Regions from separate parts of the Sus scrofa genome. Here region 2 is linked to region 1. The links are chromatin contacts, called in public HiChIP or PLAC-seq maps. All regions are on one chromosome and are shown on one strand. Each heading gives the region's core, a stretch centred on a gene start, on an enhancer-like site or on the middle of the called end of the contact. The rest is flanking DNA. Distances are from core to core; before and after follow the strand shown. Region 1 holds the start of PGF (placenta growth factor). Region 2 holds the start of ZC2HC1C (zinc finger C2HC domain-containing protein 1C).

Evidence for each region. HiChIP or PLAC-seq counts read pairs in DNA pulled down with a chosen protein or histone mark.
Region 2: a contact with region 1 is called in an H3K27ac HiChIP or PLAC-seq map of skeletal muscle. The contact joins the promoter of ZC2HC1C here to the promoter of PGF in region 1. A contact is called at or near these places in 3 of 5 promoter capture datasets (fetal liver, fetal skeletal muscle and liver), 17 of 47 Hi-C or Micro-C datasets (adipose tissue, embryonic fibroblasts, epiblast stem cells and 9 more) and 2 of 2 datasets of contacts at active chromatin or transcription factors (alveolar macrophages and skeletal muscle).

Annotation. Positions count from the first base shown.
Region 1 is chr7:98,161,413-98,164,128 of Sscrofa11.1, forward strand. PGF (placenta growth factor) reads right to left here and starts at 1,372. Exons shown (of 6, transcript XM_003356751.4): 1 at 904-1,372. The coding sequence starts at 978.
Region 2 is chr7:98,263,864-98,266,579 of Sscrofa11.1, forward strand. It overlaps ZC2HC1C (zinc finger C2HC domain-containing protein 1C), which reads left to right and starts at 1,389. Exons shown (of 2, transcript XM_021099532.1): 1 at 1,389-2,716. The coding sequence starts at 2,349. ACYP1 (acylphosphatase 1) reads right to left here and starts at 1,290. Exons shown (of 3, transcript NM_001190198.1): 1 at 971-1,290. The coding sequence starts at 1,091.

The DNA of each region.
Region 1 (2,716 bases), core at 122-2,621:
CCCCCAGGCAGCCCTGCTGGGCCCTGTGCAGCCTGCCTTGGCTGGGTGCCAGAGCCCAGGGGGCGGTGATCAGCTGGTGGGAGCCGAGGCGCTGGAGCCGGTGGCGCCATGAGCCAGTGTGCCGGTAAAGTTACACCTCTGACCAGCCCTGCAGCAGGCAGGCGGGAGGCGGTGGTAGGGCTCTTCCGCCCCCGAGGGACAGCCCGGCCCACCCACTTCTGGGCTGGGGCTGGGGACTCCCAGGGCAGCAGGACATCACAGTGGGAAGGGAGCTCATTGGCTTTGTCAGGATTTCACTGCCCAAGCTGGCTCATGGCCAGACTCACCCAGCTCCTGGGAAAAGGGCCCTGCTCACTTCCCCAGGCCCTGCACTCAGGACCTCCGGCTGCCCACCCGGGAAAGAGGGCACAGTGGGACCCTTGTCTCGCCCCCAGCCCACCCAGGAGTCCTGGGCTCAACCCAGAGCCCTGGTGGGGCAGGGCCCAGCTTTCCCACCACTGGCCTCTTCAGTCAGCTTCCTCTCCATCAGGCCAGGTCAGAGGTCCTGGGGGCGCCTGCCTGGTCATGGGGCCTCGACCCTGACCACAAGGCCAGGGACCCGCCTGGGATTAGTGGAGAGATGCTTTTAGCAAAGCCACCAGGGCTCCAGGGGCCAGACAGGAAACCTCCCTCCCTTCCCTGTGGCTTCCCTGCCCCCGCCAAGACAGACCCCAAAGCTGGAGTCTGAGACAGCGCAGCCTGAGGTCTCTTCCCAGGGGACACGGTCCAGCCTGGCTCCTAGGAAGGGTATGGACATCCCTGGAGGTGCCGCTCCCGGGAGAGGGTCTGCGATTTCAGAGTCCCCTGTTCCCAGTACTGGGAGTGGGAAGATCAGGGAAGCCAGGCTGGGGATGGGGGTCTTACCTGGGGGGGCACAGCCGGCAGTGCCAGCCCAGCCAGAAGCTGCAGGAAGCAAGTGAAGAGCCTCATGGCAGGCATCTGCTCAGACGTACCAAGCCAGGGGGCTCCAAGGGAAAACCACCATGCTCTTCCCCCCGGGGAGGCCCCCGGCCCAAGAGGACAGGAGCTGAATGGGGGGCTGGGTGCCCCCTCACTGCTGCCCCGAGGTCCCCGTCGGTGGGCTGAGCATCCTCTGGAAGCCCTGAGGATTCTGGAGCCCGTAGGTAAGGCTGCGGCTGGGGAACCTGACGCGGAGCGCCGGGCAAGGCCGGGCGGTGTGGGGCAGGCGAGTCCCTGGGGAGGGTCCGTCGGGCGCCCAGCGCGACCCCAGATCCTCTCGTAGCTGGCCCGCGAAGATGCAGTTTCCTCCTCAGACAGCAGCTCCCTTCTGGGACTGAAGCTTGTCGGCGGCTGGGTTTCAGGGGCCGCGAATGGGGCGGGGCTGCAGGCCCGCCCCGCCCACCGCCCAGACCCAAGTCCCTGGGAGCCGCCGAACGGAGCGCCGAGCGGAGCCTGCGGGCTGCCGCCGGGCGGGGAGAACCTGAGCGCGGCCGGCCCGCAGTGCGTGGAAGGGGCGCTCCCGACGCGGACCTCCTGGCTGCCGGAGCCTGCTGCCCGGGGCGCCGGCTGACCCGGGCAGCACCCAGTGCGGGCCGCGGAGAGGGCTCCGCGGCTCCGCTCCCGCGCTTCCAGGCCGGCCACCTTGCATGGGGGGCAGCCAGGTGTGGAGCCCACGCCTGCCAACAGGGCTCCTGACGTTAGCGGATTCTGCGGAGACTGCAGACCCAGCCTCCCCAGGGCAGCAGCGATTTGGTCTGGCCCTTCCCGTGCCACCTTATGCCATCCCCATAATCCTCAAGGGCGAAAGAATTAGAAACCCTATTTTACAGATGAAGAAACTGACGTTCTGAGAGGGCCTCTGCCTGGTGCACATTTATGTGTACTCTTGAAAAGTGTGTGTGTGTGTGTGCGCACGTGTGTGTGACTAATGGAGACAAAACCCAAGGCATGTGGCTGTCTCTTCAGCCCATCCACCATCCTCCTAGCCGTGCACTTGGACCGCCCGCAGCCCAGCTGCGGGCACCTGGCGGAGGCTTCGGCACCATTTCCTCTTGTGGGAAGCCAGTTTCCCAGGCCCTGCCTGCAAGCCTGCCACATGTGGGTTGGAGTGTGGCCTAGAGCAGCATTTCCTCCTGGTCCCAGGAGGAGGAGGAAGTGCTCCAAGGCTGCGGGGTCTGCCGACAGGGGTCTGGGTGCGCGAACGCGCGTCTCTGTGCATGTGTGAGGGCATTGATGTGTAGCCGTGGCGATCCATGCGTGCTGTCCGCCTCTGTGTTGTCTGAGTGTCTGTGTGCCTCTGCTGTGTGTGCAAATGTCGCCTGTGTGAGGGTCTTGGTATCTCTGTATGCCTGTGTGATTACATATGTATGTGTCCGCTTTTTTCTGCTGTGTTTGGAAGTGTGTCTGAATGTGCATTTCGGTGGGCCGGTGAGTTTGTATGCCTGCCTGTGCCTTTGTGTGTGTCTTTGTGTGTGAGTAGCTCAGCCGGCTTCTGTGTGTGCCTGCACATCTCTCCGTGTATTCGTGTGTGCCTTCCATGATCCTGGAGCGTCATTCATCCCCATCACCACCCCCTCGCCACAGTTTTCTGGCTACAAGAACCTGGCAGGATTCCGGGTCATGGGTTGGCCTGGGCCTGGGGCTGGTGGGTGGCTCTGGGAGAGGAGGGAGGCCTGAGAGGCAGTCCCTACAGCTCACATTCCAGCCAGGAAAACGG
Region 2 (2,716 bases), core at 139-2,638, 100 kb after region 1:
GGATGCGGGTTCGATCCCTGGCCTCACTCAGTGGGTTAAGAATCTGGCGTTGCTGTGAGCTGTGGTGTAGGTCGCAGACGTAGCTCAGATCAGATCCCGCGTTGCTGTGGCTGTTGCGGAGGCCAGCAGCTACAACTCTGACTTGACCCCTAGCCTGGGAACAGCCATGTGCTGCGTATGCAGCCCTAAAAAGACAAAACAAAACAAAACAAAAGAGAGAGAGAGACTTCATGGAAAGACAAAAGATTCTTCTTCCTCAGAAACAGGAGCGAAAGAAGTTAAAATGGAGGGAGGCACCCTGGGAAATTCTGCCAGACTGGAGGGGAGCTTAGGGAGTTGATGACAGACAAGCCCCATGCTGAGATAATTAGGGCCTTGAGAAGAGTGGGAAATGTCTGGAAATGCATACATAGAGAAGGCAGTGGAGAGTCAATTAGAAAAGAAAACAAGGCATAAAAGTACTGCCCTTGGAGTGCCACCAAGGAATTTCTTCGTAACATGTAAAAACTGTAATATGACATATTAAAGTATTAACACCGACCACTGCTGTCCGTATTGTTCTCCATGGGCATGAATCTTTTAAGCAGTTACAGGGAAAAAAGTAAGCTGCTTGTTCCAAGTAGCTTACACAAATGAATTGAAGCATAAAGACAAACAAACCTTCTTCTGATGTTAACAAGTTACAGAGCATCTTTAGTGTTGAAACCAGGTTATATTGAGTATTTTGGATCTGGTAGTTAACTTTATTATCATTACACTTGGTTGAGTCACTCTTTGGCCGCAAGAAGAGAGGATCAGAGTTACCACGTGAGAGTAAAACATTATATCCAAATAATTAGATTGGCTACGAAAACGTCCCCGGAAAGATACTGCAAAAGACACCGCGTAGCAAAACCTAGCCGATTTGCTAAAATTTGACGCAAGCTCCAAACTATTTGCAAGGAAAGCCATGGACAGTATACAGCCGTACCTGGGGCCCGTACAAAGCAGCCGAGCGTGCTAAGAAAAGCTATCAGTATGCCCACGGCGGCTAAGAGGGCGGACACCGGAATCCTGCGGCAGGTCTTGAGGACACATCTAAGGCGCTCCATCTTTTGCCAGAGAAGGACACACCCCAGGACCTGAAAGCATCGCTCTGAGAAAAAAAAAAAAATACAAGCCCTTTGATGGAGCCCCAGAAAAGCCTCTCCCACCCTCTTCTCCCGTTCCCTAAGGGCAGGGCTGGACGGAGCTGCAGAGTTGGTGGGACACCGGGTCAAATGACACTCGTGTTGACCGCGCCCGCGACCGGGCGACTCCCGGGTGTGCGGACTGCGGCTGCGCACGCTTCTCCGGTGGAATTCGGGGCGTGGCGGGACTGGGTGCGCATGCGCTTCGGTCTCCAGGCAACAGGAATAACAGAGGCCCGCCAACAGCGCCTGCACGGCGGCGGGCGGTTGGGAGGGTGGTGTGTGGTCTGGAAAACTAAATTCTGGGGTTTCCCCTGAGCAGGAGCCGTCTGCTAGAACAGGTACGCGGAAGGGCGGGAAGATATGGGGTCAGCACCTCGACCTCCCAAGGGCCCGAGAGACTGAAGAGCGAGCACTTGTCCCTAAAGCAGAGTTTCCAGTGGGGCTACCCGGCTGACCCTCCAGGACAGAACAGGACTTATGCGTTCCGGATATGAACCCCGCCAGATCAGGTGTTCTCCGCCTCTCAGGTTACCGACCTTCCGCCATCTGCGCTGCGAGGACACCTTGCGAGAGGGTTTGCCAGCCAGGCACTTGCTGCAGGCCTTGAGCCGGCTCTCTGCACTTTGGGGTCCAGCACGGTTCCAGCAGGCGGGAAGTCCTGAGAGCAGTTTGTGCCAGTTGCTTACCAACAGGCTGAAGTTTTCTACCTGTAAAATGGTGGAGCGGGACTTGGAGTCCTAAGGTCCCTAAGTTCCAGCCATCTAACTCTTAAGTGAACCCCTCAGTTTACTGGTGAAGAAACTGGAGCCGGCGAGGGGATGCTGCTTGTCCTGACTGAAAACTGACTTTCAGCCCAATAGCTCATTCCGCCTGCTACGGAGTATACTGTGTAAGCAGGAGCATCACTATGTATGATATATATAAAGGAAAGCTAGGTGGCAGGAACACCTGTATCACATTCCCTTTTTCTATCCTTAGGACCTAATAAGCACCCATAGGACATAATAAGCGCTTATCAAATGCTAGACCTAGCAGCACTGTCCCTAAAAAGTCTAAGGGAAACTGTGGGTAAGACAAGTGTAGAAATAGTTTACTTTCACAGCTGAGATGAACCTCAGACAAACTCCTCACATATGTCTGGTTTAAATCTCCCCTAGGCTTCTGTCCAAGCCCTGAATGGCTGGCCTCCAGTTGGCACTGACTCTGCCTGTGGGCATTATGTTCCCATATAATAAAAGGGAAGCTCCAGAGCTCCATTCAGTTAAGCAAGATCCCTATGAAAAAGGTGACTCTTCCCAGCGGTCTTCTATGGGGCACCTGAGGAATAATTTCCAGCAGGAGCTTTTGAGCAACAAAGAGCTGACACTAGATAAGCTCTACACTCACCCCAAATGGAACACCAGCATGAAAGCCTGGAGCTGCTCCTATCCCCACTGTGCTGAAATAAGCCAGCAAGATTCGAGAAAAGGTTTGTTTTACTCATCAGGCCCTCAATCCCAGTATCCCAAAGCAAATATCCAGGAATTCATCCCCTTTACAAAGAA